Regions from separate parts of the Anas platyrhynchos genome. Here region 1 is linked to region 2. A link is a contact called in public Hi-C data. All regions are on one chromosome and are shown on one strand. Each heading gives the region's core, a stretch centred on a gene start, on an enhancer-like site or on the middle of the called end of the contact. The rest is flanking DNA. Distances are from core to core; before and after follow the strand shown. Region 1 overlaps DCX (doublecortin). Region 2 has its middle 3.2 kb from the start of CAPN6.

Region 1 (3,984 bases), core at 987-3,486, 94 kb after region 2:
AGATGCAAGAGTTCAAGGATTCTCCTTCCCATTCCCAAATTAGAAAATATCTGGACATGCATCACCATGTGCTTAATCTGTCCAGGATTATCAATTCTTCCCTATAGTACTGTTGTAACCATACATGTATTCATATTTTGTAAATGCAAAGGTACAAATTATTATGCATGTGCTGAGTGCAGTAAGAGCAAGAACGGAGAAAAACAAACTTAGTCTTCAGAGGTGCACATAACTTTGATACAGAAGAGGTAAACTTTGGGATCGGGATGAGGCATCTGGATACTAGTCAGGGGCAATGTGGCAGGATGACAAAAATTCATGAAGTCAGTGGAATTGTACAACTTTTCTCCCAGGTTTGACTTGTTTGGGGCATGCTGAGGACAGCACGTGGTCTCAAACAGCCCTAACAGGTGGCTTTTGACTTCTTTCCACATCTGAGCCCATGCCCACTGGTAAGAAGATGAAGTGTGTGTATATGGACATGCTTGCTTAGGACACTGCCAGAAACTTTTTGGAGCGTGGGCACTTGTTTTTAAAAGCATTCAGATTTAAGCAGAACTACTCTGGCAAGAAACCTGGCATTTGCTCCTGGGCTACACAACATGGCATAGAAATAACCCTTTCTTGGTGAGTATAAGGGCCTACTTTGACTGGTTTTATTGGTCAGGCAGATGAGATTCTTCAGAGACCCCCAAGGAGTTAATGCTGGTCAAAACTTACTTCAGAAAAGAGTATCCTCTGAGACACTAATCTGAACCATATTAGGCAGCATGAGATACTGAGAATTGGAAAGTATCTTCCCATCAATAACTTCATCTGGATAAAAGGAAAAGATAAATTTAGCTTTTCAGATTAAAATATCTGCTTTAAATCAGGTGAATCATCTTTCCTCCAGGAAGCTAACATTTAAACTTCTGCCTGTGTAACTAAATCTGGAAGAAGACATGTTTGTTGACATTGCTGGGCAACTGCGGTACTTTGGAGAGGAGCAGACTGCAGGTAAAAGGGATTTTGTGACTATTTCTCTGCTAACTTCTCTACATATAAGTAGAAAATCCAGTTTCTATCATCACAAGTCAGTCTTAAGTGCTTTCTATGTCAACACCACCCCCCTGTTGCACAGCACGTTTTACCCATCAGGACGTAAGTTCGGGTGATAAGCAGCTGAAGTCTGGCTGCACCACAGATGAGAATTCTGGAAAAAATTAAATCAAACAATCATTGCTTTTGAAGGAAGTCTTGGATCATCGTACTCCAGTCAGTCTATTTAGATGCACATGTTTAATTACTTTTCTTATTTTAACCTCTGTGCTTTTGGACTGCTTTCAAAATGTCATCCTTGATCACTCCTTTCAAAGCCTTGTTTGATGAGCTCTTATATGCCAAAGACCCCTGAAATCACACGTGACCATTTCAGGGCTCTGCTAAATGTCTCAGAGCAGTCAAAGACTAAGGCCTGTAAGGCCAGTGGCTCACTCTCGACCCTATAGAGCAACAGGCTTTAAGCCTGAATTTTCAGAGGAACTGACAGTTCGTTGAAGAGCTATCCTGTACTAACCTATAGAGTTAAGTCCCTCCTACATGATACTGTGAGCTAATAAGCAAGGGGGACTTGGCAGACTTTCACCACATAACATTTGTTTCCTTTGGAGATTTTTTTTTACAGGGACCACACACATATCTGAAAGTCTTTTAAATACCAATGTTAGTGAGACAAAGTCAGCTTGCTGCTGGGGAGAGAAGGGTGGAGGAATACCTCCGCAGCATGGCTTCACCACTCCGAGCCTTGTAACCTCTGCAGAGGCGGTTCAGACTCAAGTCACAGATGGCCTGAATCTTTAAAAATCCCAGGGAGCAGCAGGGACAAAGCTTTCTGCCTGGGGAAGGAGGCGAGGGTGCAAACTGAAGCTTCCAACTGTTTGGCTGAGCTCTACGGCCACCTCCAGCAGCCTGACCGTGTGGGGCTCCTCACCTGCACCTCCCAGCACCAGCGCCCCTTGGATGGGACTTGTCACTGCTCTGGAGCCAGCCTCCAGATCCCACCAGCTGTGCTGAGTTTCCATGCTGCAGCCCTGTACCCTTGGCAAACCCCCCTCAACTTCAGCAGATTACTTTGGCTTCAGATAAACTTCTGCTGAAATCTGGGAGAAACTGGCCATGCATGCTCTGTGGGATCAACAGGAAGCATGCTGCAAGGGAAAAGGCCATTCCCTGGGCTCATAAACCCTTCGTAAGGATCTGGAAACAATGCAGCTCGTAATGAGTAATTCAATGACTCACTGAAGACATTCCCTACACATCCAGATATGAAAAAGCACTCAAACACACGACCGTCATCCAAAGAAAACCTTTTGCACCGGGTTTCATCTGGCTCTGGCTCATCCCCTCCCTCTTACAAGCAAACCACCTAAATCAATGCTTTTTTTCTGCAGCTGAAAACAAATTTCCTGATAGCAGAAAATGCAACACATTACACACAATACCCCGTATTATCCCACACAAATCCTGCCACATCCAGTGGGTTCCACAAGCCAAGTGTTGGTGGCAGTGCAGTGGCACTGGTTTTCCTTAACAGCAATTTGCAAAGCTTGCAGAAAGCCCTGGAAACATCTGCCACGTGCATGGCCTCTACCCTGGGGGACAAGCAGAGCCTCCCAGAGGTTGACAGTACGTTTTTGCTGACCAAACTAAGTATGATATATGGCTTGCAAGTTCTAGCTAAGGTCAAGACAAATAGAACCACAAGAAATCCAGATGTCTCCTTTCACAGAGGTTGTCCATGGCCTGCATCATAACAGTAGACTCATGACCAAGACTAGAAGTTTCTTGATAATTGACCTACAAGACTAAAATTTTAAACAGATGAAAAATGCCTTCTGTGGCCTCAGTAGACATTAGGAACTTTTAAACTCCTGGATGATATGAGAAGATATTCAGCACAGCACAGACAGAGACTATAAGTAATAAGAGGGTAAATTACACCAACCTGGAGTTCTCAACCTCTGAGGCTCATTTTGAACTTTGGAGTTGCAAGAAAATCGTGATCATCCTGTATGACTGGCAGACTTTACAAAGTTTACAAAGAGGAGTAGGAAGGCGAGCTCAATGCTCTTGGTTTTGAATCACAACTCATTCCAGTGTGTGAAGAAGTCCCCATCCTATACAGATCCTCCTTTTCCATAGTCCTAAGCATTTCTCACGTCCGTGTACCCCAACACATCACCCGTAAGTACTCTCTGTTGATGCCCACACTGTCTTCGGAGCACACAGCCCTTCCTAGTAGAGGGCTCACCTTCAGCCCATGTTTGTGCCAACACACCCAACCTCCAGCAGCAGCACATGGGAGACAAACTCCCAGGCAAGGTAAAAGGCTCTGAGGAAACCTGCCTGCTAGCAGATGAGCAATCAGTATTTAGAGTGCGGATTCTGGCTGAGCTCAGCTGCTGTGCAGAGGTGCTGAGCTGTCAGCTACATAGTAGAAATAATTGTCATTCAGCTTGCTCACCTCTACCAGTGTAACAGCTGAGATAGAGGCAGCTCAAAGATTTTTACACTCTCCAAGAACGAAGAGAGCAGAGTGGGAAAGTGCTTTTGTGCTGGTGTCTTATTGCTTCCAGGGGATGGTTCCAACCTGTTTTATCCTAAACAAATCACAGAGAACAGTAGCAAATGATATTTTTATGGCTGCATATACAGCTATTGTTCTTCAGAAACACATTTATCTAAGAAACTGATAATCATTGCTTTGATTCTACACTGAAATTTAAAGATAGATACAGAAATGAACAAATTTATTTTAATCTGAGATGTTATCTGCTCAAAACCCCATACAAATTAGAATACATGAGCACACAAAGATTGTTGTTAAAATACCAATGAACACATTCTTGTTTGCATAGATGTAGTCCCTCACTCTAGGAGGACACAAACTCATTACAGTCAGCCAGAATGAAAAAAAAAAATACACTATAGTTGAAAAAATAT
Region 2 (4,338 bases), core at 1,140-3,639:
TCACACTTGAGTACAACGAAATTCTCCTTTTTTGTGAGCTGATAATTTTCACAGCTTATATAGACATGTTCTCACAGTAGCTGCCTTTGATCCACTGTGGAACAAAATGATGAGAACTTTTCTGTGTATTAAATCTGGTGCCATAATCCAAGAATTATATGTAATTTGTCTGGGCTGAGGAGGAGCTTCTCCTGGAAGTCTCATTAGAAACAAAAATTGCTTTAGAAAGGAAGCATGATGAGCCACACAGGCAGGCAACCAAGGGCAGGCAGACAGCTCTACTCTCACTGCAGAACCACGCAGAAAATGCTTGTAATTCAGTGGGGCTGTGCACAGCACTCACAGAGACACTGCCATGGTCTGGAAAGAGGTCTCTCAAACTGGCATTCAGCACAGTCCCTGGAATCCTTGGTTGTTGTTGCCGGCAGCCTTTAGTCTCCTGGTCAGAGGTATCCTGAGCACCATCACCACACGCTCCTCTGAGCTGGTTCACATCAGTAACCGCGCTGCACCTCTAGGCATCCCCAGATTCCTTGTCTCTTGCTTGGCACAGCCTGCTACCATCCCGCAGAGCAGTGCCTGCACTCTCCCTGCTCTAGACTTGCTGCTTGCCAGACCTGACTCACTCCTGCACCCTCAGCAGGCGCAGAACTGGGCTGTGTAAAGACACAGCACAGCACAAGTAAGCAAGAGAACTTGCTCCATCATGAGGCAGTGGTTCTCACACGTTCCTACATTCAGCACACGCTCAACATCCAGTCATGCTTCCATAAATGCCTGCCCTCCCCTACCGCACCTTGCTGTCTGCATTACCCCACACCCATGAGCAACTCCAGCACCCCACGGGCCTGCAGCCCAGCCGCAGTGATCGTCCCTCACTCCCTGCAGCACCTGGCCGGATCAGTGCCTTGCTGGCCAGCTGTGCCTGACCCACAGCCCCTCACAGCTGCAGGAGGACAGAGATCCCTGCTCCATCTGGGCAGTCTGTGACATGCCTGCCGATAACCACAAGGGACTGCTACCGAGAACCAAGCTCGATTCTCTCTTCCCCACCCAAACCTGATCCAGGAGAGTTAGTTACTCCTGGGGACTCTCTTCGCAAAGAAGGAGGTGATAGCAAGGTTGTCTTCATGCCAAAGGCCTTCTTGGTTTCACAGTTCACTCCAGTTCCAGACTGCTGTGCACTAATAGCTGTCCTAATGCCTGTCAGAAGGGCTACTACAGCTGCAAGGTGTCAAAGTGGCTTTGCCCCACTCATGAACATTTATCACAGATGCCTGCAGCCTGCCTGTCACCTTGCAGACACTCCACTGCAAGGTTCTCGTCCCACCAGAGCTATGTTCATCTATTATTCACTTAATTGCATGGGGCAATTTGTTAATAAAACATTAGGTGGTTTCCAGCAGAGATTCTACTTAAATCCTACATGTTTATTCTACTCTCTCTAATTTAGGCAGTTTTGTACAGAGAGAAACCCAAGAGGCAGAATTTGAAAACTAACCAATACGCACAAAAAAAGCTCACAAAGTTGCATATCCAGCTGAGGGCTGATTCTGCTCAACACCAGCACTTTGCATCTGCATCACTCATCCCTTGTGTCGTGGGGTTTTCATAACAGGTCCCTTCACACTTTCCTCCACAGCATAAATGACGGCAGGGGAATGGGGTCAGCCCCACACTGATGGTTCACTGCACAGTGCTGGGTAAAGGGAGCACAGGCCCTGTGAAGGGGGCACAGAAGGGGCTGCACCTTCCCCCCGTACAGATTTCAGAGGAGCCCTTTGCCCACTGAGGGGCCGCAGTGCTGGTGTACAGGGCAGGATTTATCCTCCAACTGCATAAATTACAGAATTTCTAAACCTTTAGAAACATAAGGCTTGATTCAGAAACGCTGATGATTTTAAGAGAAGTAGGGATAAAACAAGTTAACATTGCCATCCCCCAAATTCCCTGGGGGATCCAGATCTGAGGTGGGCGTTTGCAGCTATTTTTTGGGGTAGGTTCATGAAGAAGAGCAGAGGAACATGGCTCCAGAGTAGGCAGAGCCTGAGGGAAAGGTGCAAGGGCTTCACCGAATTGACATAATCCTGATTTACCTGTGAGCCCGTCAGAGGCCCAAACAACAAAATAGCTGCTGAGCACTGTGAGGAAACCAACTTTGCAGCCATGGCCACATCCCCAGCCCTTGCTGAGACCCTGCAGAGAGCCGCAGCCCATGGCACACACCTCACCGAGCGAGAAACGTGGTGCAGGAGCCATCTCTGTGGCACCGCCACCGCACCATGAGGGCACACGCGGAGCACCCTGACTGGAAACGGGGCTGGGGAGGGGGAGCTGAGGGAGCTCCCGTTCAGCTCCCTCCTGCTCGGTGCTGGGGAAACCTTCCCAGGAAAATGGGGAAATGTGGAACACCCGAGCAGCTGTGAATCAGCCAGGCACACCGCTGCGGCTTCACCACCTTGCTTCCTCCCGGGCTGTGCCCGGCACAGGGGCCGCGTGAGGAGCTCCCCCACAGCCCCGACCCCACCCCCTGCCATGGCTGTTCCGCCGAGGGGGGCTCCAAACGGGGGCTCGGGCTGAGCTCCACGGCTCGGAGGGAGCCTCCCGGGCTCGGCACGAAGCGCAGAGCGGGGCCGGGGCCGCCTCTGCCCGCTAGGTGGCGGCCTCGCCCAGCGGTCGCGGCGGTTCCCCGGCAGGCGAGGCGGCTTCGTCCCGCCTCCGGCGCCTCCCGCCGCCATCTTCGTGGCTGAGGGGAGCTCGGGGTGCTGAGGGGAGCTGGGACCCAGTATGGGCGCTCAGCAGCTGTGCAGGGAGAGGAAGGTGGCAGGGGAATGGCGAAGAAACCTCAGGCTGGCACTCCTGCCACGACTTAGGGGAAGCCTTTTTGCCTTCTTGTGGTCCTGCTGTTCAGGCAGGTTTTTTACCCCTAGGTGGTGAGGAAGGTGTTTGTGTGTGTGTGGGGCTCGCACGCCAGCAGTGAGCGCCCTGCAGCTCGCAGGAAAGGCAGCGGGACAGGTGTTAGCACAGGAACATGAGAAACGCGACACACAGCCGGTGAGGGCTGGGTAGGCAGGTGTCAGTCACGCTGAAAAACACATGGAGAAAAATGTTCCTGAGGAGCTTGGAGAAGACAGGAGTTTCCTTCTCTTTGAATTGCCATTTGTATTCTGAGTGTTGTGTAAACATTAAATATTTAAAACATTGCCCGTAGCACTCTTGTTTCTCAGTGGGATTTGGATAAAGCCGTTACTGATTCAGGGTCATGAGAAAAGCTCTCGGGCTGAGCTGTTTTCCCTTCTCGGAGCACCTGAGACCTCTAGGAACAAAGCCCTTCTAAAATGGGCTTAAATCACAAACTCATTTAACATGAGGAGGAGCTGGAAGGGGCTGCGGTCACATTTCCTCCACCGCTCACTGTAGGATGATGCTGCAGAAACATTCCCCAAGCCACCCTGAGCACGTGGCGCAGCTCTGCGCTCCCACACGTGTGCGGGGATCAGAGAGGCCCAGGGCAGTGCGCTGCAGTTAGGACACTTGAGCTAGCAGTGCTCATAGCATTTTACATCTGCTGTGGAGCCCATGAGGGTTTTACCTTGAAGACTTGACCATATAATGCCTTTATTTTATTTAACAGAGGTAAAACACAGTGCCTAATCTTTCCTTTCTCGTTACTGTTAAACCCAGGGTTGAAAGGATCCCAAGCTTCTGTGTTTGGGAGCTCTCTTACGTTAATGGATAAATTTATATACGTTTCAACCTCCTACATCACGTCAGCCACTATGATATGCAAATTATTTACCAAGGTGTTACGTTGAAGTGAAGTAGGTGGAAATAGGTCCAAGTTTTCCACTGGAAATAGGTCCAAGCCTGTCTTCATGCAGTTTCAGATCCCAGCTCCTCAACAGATAGTGCTCGTGATCTCCAGTACTTATAACTCTCAGCAGCTCCTTTAGTTTCACATGTAAAACTCATTATACAGAGTCTCAGACAGTGGTTATCCTTCCCACCAGCAGCTGAAACCCAAAGAAATTCTAAGCCCACTTTGGGCATCTGCCAAAAGTGTTGCTTCTGACCGTGGGTGACTCCCCATGTCCCACAGAAACCTGTGGCTGTGTCAGAATTTGAAACCAGTTCTCTCGAGTTGCAGCCTGGTGCTCTAATTACTCTTTTCCTTGTTCTGTGACCTGGCATTTTTTATCACAGTGGTTCTAATTTTCTGACCAGCAGCAAGTGTCTTGAGTCATTAAGGTTTCAAGATCAAAGATATTAAGGGCAGGCTTGTTTTTTCTCTATCTGAATTTGTGTCAAGGGGACAGAAGGGTGTTCTTTAGTGTATAC

What was found. A called contact is a pair of places that touch in the nucleus more often than the background predicts.
Region 1: a contact with region 2 is called in a Hi-C map of liver, with 3 times the contacts expected there. The contact joins two enhancer-like sites. A contact is called at or near these places in 4 of 8 Hi-C or Micro-C datasets (F1 follicle, F5 follicle, liver and 1 more).

The regions. Positions count from the first base shown.
Region 1 is chr10:6,161,810-6,165,793 of IASCAAS_PekinDuck_T2T, forward strand. All of the region lies in intron 1 of DCX (doublecortin), which reads right to left. Among named protein-coding and RNA genes, the nearest start is that of DCX, 13 kb to the right of the region's middle. Within about 2 kb of position 2,237, at least 2 of the 8 cell types and tissues checked have an H3K27ac peak or open chromatin away from gene starts, as enhancers often do.
Region 2 is chr10:6,067,197-6,071,534 of IASCAAS_PekinDuck_T2T, forward strand. No RefSeq gene overlaps it. Among named protein-coding and RNA genes, the nearest start is that of CAPN6, 3.2 kb to the left of the region's middle. Within about 2 kb of position 2,390, at least 3 of the 8 cell types and tissues checked have an H3K27ac peak or open chromatin away from gene starts, as enhancers often do.